Linked DNA regions of Mus musculus: all the other regions are linked to region 2. Evidence: chromatin contacts called from public promoter capture Hi-C data. All regions are on one chromosome and are shown on one strand. The core of a region is the stretch at or near the end of the contact, and the rest is flanking DNA. Distances in the headings are between cores, read along the strand shown.

Region 1 (4,990 bases), core at 2,279-4,778, 520 kb after region 2:
ACTGAGCTGTAATGATCAGATAGGAAGCCACGGTGACCCAAAAACTCAATTCTGAGTGAAATTCATCCACATCAGTCTACAGGAGAGCCATCCTCTGAGAAAAGGACCTTCATTACCTCCTTACCCCAAACATGAAGCAGGCTCAGAGGAATATCCAGTCTATCACCCTGAATGCCTCCAACAATGTCAGATCCTAAAAACGAAAGTGTTCCTTTCCGCAGTGCAGTCCACTGTATGACCTTGCACGATACAGGAAGTTCTAGATCATTTGGGTGCCACTTCCTAGACTTTTCCCTAAAGCCAGGAAGCCACTAAACTCATGAGCTCAAGAGATGTCATGAAAGTGTAATATTGACAAGAAATATTTATTTGAGCTACATGAAAATACCTTCAAGATGACATAACTGCCCTTCCACACTAAGACCTTCTCTGATAACAGACAGAAGAACAAAGTCTACCATTGACCTCTTTTTCACAGTATACAGAAATGCAGCTGGGTTAAAAACCCCCTTCTGTAGCCTTGCCATCTTATTCCCCACAGAAGTCCTACTTACAAACAAAGCTCCTACAAATGGGTAGCCAGATTCTAACAGGATGGAAAACACTGAGGTAAAGTGTAGATTGGAGGGAACAGATGCCAAAATGATTCCCAGAGCCAACACCATCACAGCACACATGATCTGGATTGCCTGTTGAGAGAAGGGAGATGGTGATTAAAGCAGCAATGACAAGAAGGACCTCTCCACTTTTCCCATGGTGCCTAGGCATTGTCATCTACAACATCCCAGTGAGCACACAGACACTGTACAAGTTCTGCAGTGAGAGAGGAAAGCTCATTCTGGTGGAGATGTAGTTCTGCTAGAATGTTGAGTCACCTTCAATTATTTCTGTCATGCTCATGACCCCTTCTGGCATCTTCTGGCTGGGGCTGAACTTCAGTGCATAGTTAGGAAGTCTCCTGCTCCCTCTTGTGGGATGAAGAGGTATCTGAAAGCCCACTCACTGAGAACTGGAATGTGGAAACCTCTCCACACATCATGCAGATCCCACAGAACACCACATAGGACTAGCCTCTCTGCCCTGCTCCACAGCACCTTCAGTCCCGGTGTCCGGTCTGGTAATCCCTTGCCTCTATATTAAAAGGGAAATTTTATCTTCCTGATGCCCTTCTTTACCTCAAGACTCACAACAGTTGTAATTTTGATTAAGCAAATTTATAAATGTTTTGTTACATGAGCTTCAAAGAAATCCAGAGAATTAAATGTATGTCTAAGCTAAGACCATCAGTTCCATTAAGTTTTGGGACTGAGTAACACAGAGGCCCATGCAGTGTGTTTCGTAGAAACAACACTGACAAAACACCTTCATCTTTCCTCATAGCACAAAATATATGTTCTTTCTCATCTCCCTGTACCTAAAAGTCTTGTTAGTATGTCCTGGAGGAGCACAGAGAAATGAACCAATGGTCTTTTTTTTTTTTTTATCATCTCTTCTCACTAAAGAGGAGAAGGATGTTCTGTACTCAATGAGCACATAGAATGTAGCTACAAATGTTTTCATAAATAAAATACTTAGCAAGTACTATCCAAAAATAATAATGATAAAAAAGAACAAAATCTCAATGGCTGCTGGAATAAGGTCATTGAATTACAGCGCAAGCATGTTAAAACAGGGTAAATACTTGCCAGTTTGTGGAAAGTCTTAGAGATGTAAGCAGCATTCCAAGGGGCTTCCACCAGTCTACAGACCACTCTGTGATCACTCTGTCAAAACTTAAGGCTTCCCACCCCTAAATTTATCTCTGGTCCTAATACATAGAGCCTCTCCCTCTGCCCTCCAACCACCCCAGGGTGTTCTGTGTGGAATTTACCGCCATCACTTTGATCTCAGCCTTTAGATGTTTCTTCAGGCTGTCTTGGCTCTGGTGGGAAGGCTGGGGTTTGTCTGTTTGGGGAAAGCTGATTCCATTTGGTGAAATCACTGTGACAGTCTCACTGGTCACTACTTGTGGAATCATGATGGAGCTTCCACGGCTGGAAGAGAAAATGGACTTAGCTCTTACAAAGAACTGCACACCCATCTTCCCACTCTCAAATCTGTAGGTGAGTACCTTACTGCATTCTTGACTTATCCTCCAAGGGAAGAAACTAGAAGACTAAAGAAAATGTAAAATCCCAAACCTTAGATTCAGAAGGATTTTTTTTTTCTGCTTGAGATAGAGGGTTGTTTTTAGACAATGAATATATACATAACATGACAACTCCCACTGATCCCAGTGAACAGAGCCAAATGTTTACATAAAACTTGTAGATTGGAACTGTTGAAATGACTCAGCAAATAAAGGCATTTGACTTCAAGCCTGAAGGTCTGAGTTCGATCTGCTGGACCCATGTAGCAGGAGAGATTCATTGCAAGCTGTCTGTGACCTGCAGATTTGCCTTAACACACATTCACCTGCATGCATACACACATATACACACAAAGAGCTATAATAAAAAGACTTTCAAAATGTAGCATTAATTTCCTAGTTGCTATCATGTTTGAGTGCACTGTCCCTTATTCTGATGAGTTTTATCCTCAGGTTGTTCTACCAGTCTTGAGATATAATTAAAATTTGATCTTCAATCTTTTCCAATTTATGCTACTACTCAAACTACTGAGAGCTATTTGTTCATTGTTTGTCTCATAGTGTTATTTCCAGCATATTTCATCATAGTTTAGAACCCTCACAGTAATTCTATTTGTTAGTAATGTCATAATCAAAAAAGAATTTCAGAGGTAAATTTTGATTCATGTGTGAAAATAACACATGATTTTATAATGACATAGGCTTGATGCTAAATAGATATTTAAAGTTTTTGTTATTAACCAGTTGCCTACACACAGTTGGGTGCTGGATCCCAGCTGTCTCTGTCTCTGGTTCCTCACCCTATTTTCCCACCTGCCTGCGGCAGCCTGTGTCTAAGTCTCCTCAGTGTGGAGAAGCACCTGAATGCAGAGTGAGAAGCCCTGGAGTTGTAACCTGAGGTTCAAGATTAGAACTGTGCCCTTGTTAGGAAGAACCAAGTTGCCTGTGGAATTGGTTTCTGAGCTCAGTTTGCCTCTCTTTTCTGTTCCACTCTCAGACCTTAGACTGCCTAATTAGTGAATGGCTTAAAAGCCTTTGCAGGTACAAGAGCTCTGCTTTTGTTAATTACATGACCTTAGGACAGTGACCACCAAGATCATGGAACTAAAACCAGCCAGGACCGATATAAACCCAATACCCATTCCGTTTGCCCATTTAGTTCTGAAGTGTCCCAGTGTCTCTATTGCTTCCATAAGCACCAGCAATCTCTTACAGTGCAGTCCCAGAAATAGAGTGCTGTACAAAGGAATTTCTCTTCAGGGTTGCCTACCTGAGCCTGTGCGCCTTGTCACCCAGTCACTTCCAGCTGAGCTCTCAGAAACCCCAAGAGCTTTAACTATGGGTTTTCTCAGTCTGATCCTTGGTTCCTTCTTGTGAAGTTCTAACTGTCCCAGCCCTTCCTTCTTCTGTGCTCACTGCACAGGAAGTGGCGCTTACAGTCTGGACATGTGAATGTGCCTTTACTTCCTTTTTCATAGACTTCCAGTAACCAGGAAAATGACTAATTGGACCAGTTCTGGGAGACTTGTAGGTTACTTTTCCTTCCCATAAAATATCATCATGACAGCACTGACATTTTTATCACTGGTTTGAATTTTGTGTCTCTCTAATTATCCTAGATCTAGAATACACATTCAGTGGCAGAGCTGAACCTGCTGAGCATCTCAGAGACCCTAATTTCTGATCTGATCCTCAGTGTGCATTATGCTTACGTGTCTATTGGGTGCCAATGGACAGAGTGAACCAAGTTGTTATGAAAACTGACAAAGGTGTTCTTCTTCCGAGCTGGTTTGCGTCTGCGAAGGATAGCATTGCCTTCAGATCCTGACTTAGTGTCAGTGGAGTTCTGCACATTCCATCTTGGCCCACAATGATATGAGTATCACAAAACCAAGCAAAAACTTCCGTTCTTCCCAAACTTATGAGTCATGAAAGTTGTGGCAGAGATGGAACAAGGAAGATGAACAGAGTTAGACGTCATATTCCCCAAGGCCAGTGATCTTGTGGTGTTAAGTAGAATGTCAGTCAGAGTAGCTTTTCTCAGCTCTGTAACTACTCCATGCTAGAGGGATCATGCATGGGGTTAAAAACTAAAATCTACAGGTAAATAAATAATATGCTACATTTATAAAGGCTTTAATCAATGAACTTAACAAAATATTTAATGATTTCTGCAAAGCTCAAAAATCTAGATCACTATTAGAATACAACTAAGTTTTTCTTTGGTAGTTAGACAGTTACCAGGAAACACTTCCAATCAAAAAAGGGGGGGCAAAAATAGACATGAATACCCAATGGTCTCATGGGCACTGTTTTTTTTTCTTTTATTGATTCTTTGCAAATTTCACATCATGTACCACAGCCCCACTTACCTCCCCCTCCTCTGGTACCTGTCCTCCACCCTTGCCATCTCCCCCCAGCAAAGAAAAAAAAATCTCATTGTGGAAGCTGTAGTGTGTCACAGTGTATCCCACAGTATTCCCTTTTGTCTAAATTTATTTGCTTGAAAATATCTGTTGCAATGATTCTTGGTCTGGTATGAGACCTCTGACTTCTGCTATTCTATCAATACTGAAACCTCACTGGGACTCCTCTCAGATATCCTGTTGCCCTGTGTCATGGAGATCTTATAGCTTTGGATCTATAGGACCACTCCCTTCATACACTCCAGCTGTTCATCGATGAGGTAGATATTGGGGTGGGTCAATTCAAAGCCCTGAACCTGGGCCTGAGAAGTTTATGAGCTTGTCAGATCACAAGCTCTCAGGCCCTTGGTGCAGCTCACTGGCAAATGCCAGTGAGGGACAGGACCACTTCTCACACTCTCAGAACCCTGGGGCCAGCTCTCCCACCTGCCATAGA
Region 2 (4,614 bases), core at 1,811-4,310:
TTGTTTCCCTCTGTTCTTGAGTGAATGTGATGTAAGGTGCTTCAAATTCCTGTTTCCACTTCCTTACTGTAAGCCTGGAACTGTAAGCCAAACCAACATCTTCCTTCTACCTGTTGCTTTCCCTCAGAGTATTTTACCACAGCAACAGAAAAATTAGGATAGTTCAGTTGCTTTCATCCTACTGTCTCTACAAGCCATGCTGCAACATATACATTTATAGGCACCACATTTCTTATGCCTATTAGTATATTTGGAGAATAAAGTCTCAAATAAACCAATATATATATACAAGTTGCCACTTTTTAGACTTCTCCAAGCAATATTAGAACATGAGTTGGGGTTGGAACATGGGCAGTCTGGGTTAGAATCACTGCTTGTCATTCATGGGCTATGCAATGAAATGAGTTCCTTTGTGCAATTCGGGCCAGCTTTTCAGGCATTGCTGATTGTCTAGCCTGCTTGCCTTTTTTCTGCTTTGATTCAACAACCCTGAGCTCTGTTCTACCTTTGGGAAACTTTGTCTTTGTTGGACTTTCTTTCTTCTTAAGCTATTGGAAGCAAATGCTTAGAGGCAAAAGATTCCGCATCCAAGAACACTGCTTTTTGGCTGTTTTGTTTAGTTTTTTTTTGTTTGTTTTTAATTATTCTTTATTCCTAAATGCCCAAATCAGAAACTACAAGGCCATATACTGAGGCTCCTTTTGCTGCAGAGATTTTCAACAGATCTGGCTTTGGCTAAGCCAGCCCCATCTGCTTTATTTGAAGTTTCTTTTCTTTCTTTTTGTATGTATGTATGTATGTATGTATGTATGTATGTATGTATGTTTGTATGTGCATATGTGCATGCCTATGTATATATGTGTGTGTGTGTGTGCATGTTCATGCACAGGTATGGGTGTGTGGTTCCTTAGGCACTGTGTATCTTTGTGTGTGTGTGTGTGTGTGTGTGTGTGTGTGTACGTGTGTGTACATGTATGATGAGGCCAACATCTACCTTGGTTATCATCCCCAGGAGTCCTTTACATTTTTTTTTTCAAGTCAGGTTCTCTCATTAGCTTGGAACTCACCAAGTAAGCTAGGTTGGCTGGGCAGAGAGCCGCAGACATCTATCTGTCTCTGACTTCCTGGTTCTGGGATGATGAGTGCATTTCTACAGCTTATGTAAGGTGGGTTCTGTGGATGGCACTCAGTTTGCTGACATGGCACTAAGCCCTTTACTAACTGAAATATCCTGTTCCCTGGCCCCTTATTTGGAATTTCTATTAGTCTGTCTCAAGCCTCTGCTTTCCTCTCTCTGTAGCACATGGTCTCTGGCTCACACAGTGGACTCCTCTTACTTACCCCTAGGACTTGTCCCTTTTTCAAGACTCTCTGGGCAGGCGGTTCGGTCATAGCTGGCACCAAACCAGGCAGATGACCAGAAATCACATGGACTTGAGGCTGATTGCTGGGATAAATAGGCATCTGAGGCACGGTTCCTGGGACCACAGGATAACTGTTGGGCGGTGCCACCACATATACAGAATTGGCCATGGGGCCCGGTGAAGTTACTGTATTCATGCTGACGAAAAAGAAATACAACAGAATCACTCATCATTTATATACTGTGTTTACATTTTAAAAAGACTTCAAGAGGCTGGGGAGGCAGCTCAGTCAGTAGCCACTTGCTCAACAAACATTAGGATATGGGTTTAGATTTCCCAGCACCTTTTGTAAAAAGCCAAGTGTAGGGCCAGTGAGACGACTCAGCAGGTAAAGTCATTTCTGCCTGGTGACCTTGAGTTTGGACCCTGAGACTCACGTGGTGGAAAGAGAGAACTGATTCCTAAAATTTGTTCTCTAATTTCCAAGAACATTTAGTGGCACTTGTGTGACCATAAACAATAAGTAAATAAAGTATAATAACAGTAATTAATAATAATAACAAGTCTATTGATATTGTCTTTATTGCTAGGTGCACCTGTGGGACAGGAGAGATGGGATCTCTGGAGAGCGAGTAAGGGAGACACCCTATATAGTCCTGTGGTCTCCATATACATGTGAACACACATACTTGATCATGTGCATGCACACGCACACACATAGGACATTAAACACTTTAAAATAACCAAGAATGATTTTTACCTGAGCAATTCAACCCCACCTATTTGTTAACACCATCTTAGAGATAATGTTAAACTTCTATTTCAGGGCTTGTTGAGAATGCCAGGCATATGCCAGGTAAGTGCCAGGCAACCAACACTTTACAAATGCTTCTCTTACAGTTTTAACTTGTCCCATGGATGAAAAAGTAAAGCCCGGAGAGGCTAGGCACTCCCGGAAGCCAGGCTGTGCCATTTCACTCTTTGCATGTCTCCTACTATCTTGATCCTGTTTTGTGTACAGTGGAATTATCTGATCTCAGAGTCCCACAGGTAGAAAGACTCTTGGGGAACATGGAGTTTAGTTCTCTTAGATTTTGGAAAAGGAAACAGAGTGTGACAGTAGTGTTGACTTCTCCAATGTCATGTACATATTAGAAAAATGGAGGCCATTGTGCTCAAGGGAAGTCTATTGTCAGTGTAGTGGGTGTGTGTGTTGTCTGGTTTAATTTTCTAGGGCCATTTTATTATTTGTGTGTGTATGTGTGTATGTGTGCCTTCCATGTTACACACTTGGAGGCCAGAAGATAACTGGTGGGAGTTGATTTTATCCTTCTACCCTGTGGGTCTCAGCATTAACCCATACCCAGTGAGTGGTATACCTTTAAAAGTTTCTCTTCTTCCATTCTGTTTTTGGAACAGACACAATAAAATAAGTACAATACACCCTTCTATGTTTTTCACCCAATATACCTCTCCAGCGTCTTTCATCCACTTACATTCCCCATGTCTCATTTGACACAAACCCCTTATCTCCATTCATCAGCAATTCATATAACCATTTGATCACACACACTCACCTTACTGTGCCCGGTTGCCAAGTAAGTCTCTCTTGCTCCGGTTCCCAACTCTTTGCTGTAGAAAACTTACTCCCCGAGAGATTGACTGCACCCTGTGCAGTTGGGCGATTCATTTAGAATGATCCAAAGTCCTCTCTACTTCTTTCCTGGGTGAGGCCTGGGTCAGCAGCTGGTCAGAGCTTCCACACCCACATTTGCTTCCTGTTTTAGTTATGGAACCAATTAAATACAGCTCATTTTGTCAAGGGCTTCAAGGTGCCTGAATGGAGAGTTGAGGTTGTGCTGGGTGTTCTAGGAGACAAAAGAATGACCTGGACATTCAGGGCTGGATGTACTGTGCTGAAATAGAGGACAGGTTGACTCAGTTTCACAGCAAAGAAATACATGATCCCAGGAGAACACAGAGAGAGCTGTGGAGCTGGAGTGCTTAGACACTTGAAATCATTGAACTGCAATGAGAAAAGATGGAATCAATGGATAAAATGAAAGTTACACTCAACTCTCTTCCATAGGTTTAAAGTCATTTACTTTTATGTAACGTGTATGGATATTTTGCCTCTATGTATGCTTATCTGCTTTGTGTGTGCAGTGACTGCTCTCACAGACAGTTGTGAACCACCATGTGGTTGCTGAGAATAGAACTTGGGTATGCTGCAAGAGCAGATGTCTCTTAACCATGGAGTCATCTCTCTCTTCCCTTCCATTTATTTATTTATTTATATTTATTTATTTATTTATTTATTTATTGTAAGTACACTGTAGCTGTCCTCAGACACTCCAGAAGAGGGAGTCAGTTGTGAGCCACCATGTGGTTGCTGGGATTTGAACTCCTGACCTTCGGAAGAGCAGTCGGGTGCTCTTACCCACTGAGCCATCTCACCAGCCCCCCTTCCATTTATTTTTATCTCACCTGGAAAATAAGGATCTTGTCTGAGAACTGCTGTACTGGAGCAGTGAGGTCTTTGGAATCAGATGTGACATATTGACTTTTTAAAAATTCCAATTGGCATACGAAAGACACTCATTAGACTCTCCCTGACTGAGCACACTGAGATGAGAGGATGGCTGGCACTTTGCAAGCTGACCAACTGAAAGAACATTATAGGCAGAGGCTATCGAAAGGGACAAAGCCAAGAAGGGAAGAAAGCACAGGACAAGTTTTGGGTAGGCACACACAAGGGACATTGAAAGCAAAAAGGATGAAAAATTCTAATTCAATCAAACCTTGCCAATACCCTTTTCAGATTTGCCCCCAAGTTTTTAAAGCCAGCTTTTTATTAGACCTTATCTGTGGGATCATTTCTTCAAATTTGATATTGTTTTATTGTGTGTATGTGTATGTGTGTGTGTCCATGCATGATGTGTGTGTGTCTATAGGTCAGAAGTCTAGATGTTTTCCTCTGTCTTATTTTTTCATTTTTCAAAAAGTTACTTTTAGCATATATTAGTTGTATATAATGATGAGGTTCACTCTGGTGTTTCATACAATTATATACTATATACTTTGCCTTATTTTTCATTTTTCAAAAAGTTACATTTAGCATATATTAGTTATATGTAATGATGAGCATATTCTGATTTATACACTCAATACCTTATTTTGATCACAGTCACCTGTCATTATTCCTGTATTCCTTTCACTCCCGTTGATCCTCTTCCTTTTACCAACCAGC
Region 3 (4,337 bases), core at 266-2,765, 560 kb after region 2:
GGGAGGCCATTTGGGGCTGTTTGGGGCTATCATGGGGAAGAACTCACAGGCTTGGTGCCTCCTTGGACCACTTTCTAACAGTATTTTTTAGTGTCACAGAAGAGTTCATCTTGTCCACGCATCAGGATTGCTCTTCTGAGGAGGGTCTGAGTTCCAGAAGTCACACCCTGCGCCTTGCCTTTATACCCTAAAACTATTCTCTTCACAAAGCAAATCCTCTCTCCCCACTACAACTTGGCCTGGATACTGCCAAAATCAAGCTTTCAAAAAACCCTTTTAGTCCTGGCCTAGTCTGAATGGTGAACCCTTTCTTCATGTTCTGGGAATCCCTTCAGCACAAGTTCCACACACCTCAGGCTGAGCTTCAATTTTAAAGGTGCTTGCATCTCTCTGTGTGCTCATCTGCCTCACTGCCTCACAGTTCATATATATCTAATACAAACTTTATAAATAGCCATGTTTAAGAATAATAATAGAAAATCCATTAGCAGGCACTGGGTCTTCATGCTGAAAACACCACACAATGGCTTTGGAGGTCTGACACATTGTTGAGCTTTTTAGAAAAGAATTGAAGGTAAGCTCCAGCCTTCAGGTAAAGCAAGCCATGTTCTACAAAATATAGTCAATTTGGCTTTTAAAAGAAATCTAGAAATTGTAGGCTTCCTAGTGTCCCACTAAGGAGTTCATCTCCCCAGCTCTATCTGTGTAGAACACTTCTGGGTGTTTTACTCATGTCAACCAATTCAGTTTGCAAAACATCTATTGGAATGTGTATTGTCATTATGACACTTTCCATTTTACAGATGAGGAATCTAAGAAATAGAGCATTAAATAACATTCCCAAGTCCACCTGGCAGGGATCTGAGAAGTTAAGGGTCAAATCTGCCTCTAATTATCACCACACTCTTATGCACTCAGGCAGGATCTCCCTCACAAAACTTATCATTCAGGCCACCTCTCATAGCTAGACCTGGCCACCAAACTCAGAGGCAGCCTCTTAATATGTCAAAATGTGTGTGTGTGTGTGTGTGTGTGTGTGTGTGTGTGTGTGTGTGTGTGTATGTGTGTGTGTGCGCGTGCGTGCCTGACTGCCTGCCTAACATTGGTCTATCCATGTCTACATTTTCCAAATATATTATGCCAAAAATCATGGCACCGGGTTACCAGGCGCCAGGTAATATCTGCATTCCAAAGACATTTGTCCACACAGCTAAAAATTCCAAACCTCTACTGAGAAATGAAACAGAAGACTTTTATCCCAAGAAAGCCACCCTTAGCAGACAGAAAAATGAAGAGATGATTCCAATGGAGAAAGGTCTGGTAGGGTTTACCTTGAAGAATTCAGGATTTGACAAGTCCTTCCCCTGCAAGTCCAACTCATTACAGAAGAGGAGACAGTAATGACCACCAGAGTCTGTCCCCCAAAACCAGCAGTCTCTTCCTCCTCAGGCTTAACGAATCTCTTCTTTGTGCAATTCCTCAGCAAGTCCAGTGGAAGTGGTTTTGCTGGCTGCCTGAAAGGTGTGCTAATAACACTCCTATTTGAGGGCACTAATGGCCCACCCACTTCCCCAAGTATACCATTAAGAAGGAAGCTGGTATATGGAGCCATCAGCATCTGGCTCTAAGATGTTGCTTCACACATTATTGGAGCAAGAAATAAAAGCAGAACAAGGGGCTAAGTCAGTGGGAAGGTAGAGTGGGATGGGGGAGAATAAGTCTAGCTATGTAAAAAAAAAGTGAAGCCAGGCAGAATGAATAGTGTTGGGAAGGGGAACAACATATTGTGGCCATTAAGGGACTGAGTTTACATAACGTATCAGTGATGTTGCTAAAACTGTTTTTATAGAAATTATAATGTTTAATCCTCTCAGGCCAAGCAAGGTTAGTTCATTTGTCATAAATTAAGACAATGGTAATTTAAATATATTGCGTTTACATCAACTGTCACTTGCTGTTCAATTTGCTTCAGGGTGCATCCATTTCTTCCATCCTTGGGATAACCCATGACCTAAATACCACTACTGAATCAATGTAATGAAAGACAAAACTGACATAGAGGAGATAATCAGATTCTCTCATATTTATCCAGATGTATTGGTCTGTTGTCTGATAGTATAAGAGAATGCCACTGACAGGGTGGGTTATAAAGAAGAAGAGTTTATTTTTCTCGTGGCCATAGAATCTGAAAAGTCCTGTGCCAGAACACTAGCACTTCTGAGGGCTTTCATGTCACACCATAGAATAGAGGGAGTGAGGGAGAACACTTGAGAGAAAGCAGAGGGCAGACACTCATAATTAGACATTTAGGGTTGCCTGGGATATGAATTATGACTCTGGTTACCTCTGTGAGAGAGTTCCCATAAGCATTTAACTTAGAAGATGAATCCTGAATATGGAATTCAAAATCCCATGGCTTTGGACTGGATGAAAAAGGAACCGTGAGCTGAGTGAGCACTCATCTGTCTGCTTCCTGACTGCAGAGAGTGTGACCAGCCCATCACATACTCTGCTGGCAGGGCCAGAGCAGCCCTTGTCACCACCCCTCCCTTCAAATTGGAAATAGGCATAAAGCTTTCCTACGTTCATTTAGTCTGGGTTTTTTTTTTGTCATAGCAATTTAAAAACAAACAAACAAACAAACAAAGGCAAATTTCATCCTCTATTAGGAACGATTCTGACTAGACCTCACTCTAATGTTAACAGTGATAAAAGCAGCCCATGCCCCATGTTCTGGGAGTACAAAAATGAATGACAGTCCTCCAGTGTCTTACCTTGGCCCACTGTACCCCAGTGGCTTTCGGGGATCATCTGAGGCTTCAGCTTAGGTTGGGACCCTGTGTCTGAAGCCCTTCAAGGCTAGAAGTCAGATAGTTTTGTATGGTGGAAATGACTTGTTCTCATATATGGTCTCTATGAGGACTTTATTTCTTTTTTTAATATTTTTATTAGGTATTTTCCTCATTTACATTTCCAATGCTATCCTAAAAGTCCCCCATACCCTCCCCCCCACACACACCCCTACCTACCCACTCCCACTTTTTGGCCCTGGCGTTCCCCTGTACTGGGGCATATAAAGTTTGCAAGTCCAATGGGCCTCTCTTTCCAGTGATGGCTGACTAGGCCATCTTTTGATACATATGCAGCTAGAATCAAGAGCTCCAGGGGTACTGGTTAGTTCATAATGTTGTTCCACCTATAGGGTTGCAGATCCCTTTAGCTCCTTGAGTACTTTCTCTAGCTCCTCCATTGGGGGCCCTGTGATACATCCAATAGCTGACTGTGAGCATCCACCTCTGTGTTTGCTAGGCCCGGCATAATCTCACAAGAGACAACTATATTTGGGTCCTTTCAGCAAAATCTTGTTAGTGTATGCAATGGTGTCAGCGTTTGGAAGCTGATTATGGGATGGATCCCCGGATATGGCAGTCTCTAGATGGTCCATCCTTTTGTCACAGCTCCAAACTTTGTCTCTGTAACTCCTTCCATGGAGATTTTGTTCCCAATTCTAAGAAGGGGCAAAGTGTCCACACTTTGGTCTTTGTTCTTCTTGAGTTTCATGTGTTTAGCAAATTGTGTCTTATATCTTGGATATCCTAAGTTTCTGGGCTAATATCCACTTATCAGTGAGTATATATTGTGTGAGTTCCTTTGTGAATGTGTTACCTCACTCAGGATGATGCCCTCCATGTCCATCCATTTGGCTAGGAATTTCATAAATTTCATTCTTTTTAATAGCTGAGTAGTACTCCATTGTGTAGATGTACCACATTTTCTGTATCCATTCCTCTGTTGAGGGGCATCTGGGTTCTTTCCAGCTTCTGGCTATTATAAATAAGGCTGCTATGAACATAGTGGAGCATGTGTCCTTCTTACCGGTTGGGACATCTTCTGGATATATACCCAGGAGAGGTATTTCGGGATCCTCCGGTAGTACTATGTCCAATTTTCTGAGGAACCGCCAGGTGGGATTGCAAGCTTGTACAACCACTCTAGAAATCAGTCTGAGGGCTTTATTTCTACAACAGTTTTCTGCCTAGGCATCTAAAGGGTCTGCTCTTGCACCTTACACACCTAAGGAACTGGTGAGAGGTGGGTGATACCAAGGTTCGCGTCTTGTACCTTCTCTGGGGCAGGCGAACTGACAGGCTTACTTGAGCCATTGCTAAAGCATCTGGGTAGTGCTATTCTGGAATATCAGGAGCAGAGTATTAAGAGCTTTGTTAGGGGGCACTTGGAGTCAATCCTGCATCCAGCTTCACAAAGCATTCTGTTTTTCAGGAGTTCTGGGCTTTAAAAGGCAGCTATAAGAAGCTCCAAAATCCCATGTGGGCTTC

Evidence for each region. Promoter capture Hi-C pulls out the DNA fragments that hold promoters and counts their contacts.
Region 1: a contact with region 2 is called in a promoter capture Hi-C map of embryonic stem cells, with 4 times the contacts expected there. The contact joins the promoter of Ms4a6d here to the promoter of Ms4a8a in region 2. A contact is called at or near these places in 13 of 39 promoter capture datasets (3T3-L1-derived adipocytes, cranial neural crest, embryonic stem cells and 7 more), 3 of 115 datasets of contacts at active chromatin or transcription factors (bone marrow-derived dendritic cells and bone marrow-derived macrophages) and 3 of 9 other capture datasets (adipose tissue, liver and macrophages).
Region 3: a promoter capture Hi-C map of embryonic stem cells shows a contact between it and region 2, with 2.6 times the contacts expected there. The contact joins the promoter of Ms4a3 here to the promoter of Ms4a8a in region 2. A contact is called at or near these places in 6 of 39 promoter capture datasets (the 3T3-L1 cell line, the C10 cell line, cranial neural crest and 2 more) and 2 of 9 other capture datasets (liver and macrophages).

The regions. Positions count from the first base shown.
Region 1 is chr19:11,601,276-11,606,265 of GRCm38.p6, forward strand. Ms4a6d (membrane-spanning 4-domains, subfamily A, member 6D) reads right to left here and starts at 3,529. Exons shown (of 7, transcript NM_026835.2): 1 at 3,399-3,529; 2 at 1,871-2,033; 3 at 555-689. The coding sequence starts at 2,017.
Region 2 is chr19:11,078,043-11,082,656 of GRCm38.p6, forward strand. Ms4a8a (membrane-spanning 4-domains, subfamily A, member 8A) reads right to left here and starts at 3,061. Exons shown (of 7, transcript NM_022430.2): 1 at 2,942-3,061; 2 at 1,342-1,561. The coding sequence starts at 3,054.
Region 3 is chr19:11,639,336-11,643,672 of GRCm38.p6, forward strand. It overlaps Ms4a3 (membrane-spanning 4-domains, subfamily A, member 3), which reads right to left and starts at 1,516. Exons shown (of 7, transcript NM_133246.5): 1 at 1,332-1,516.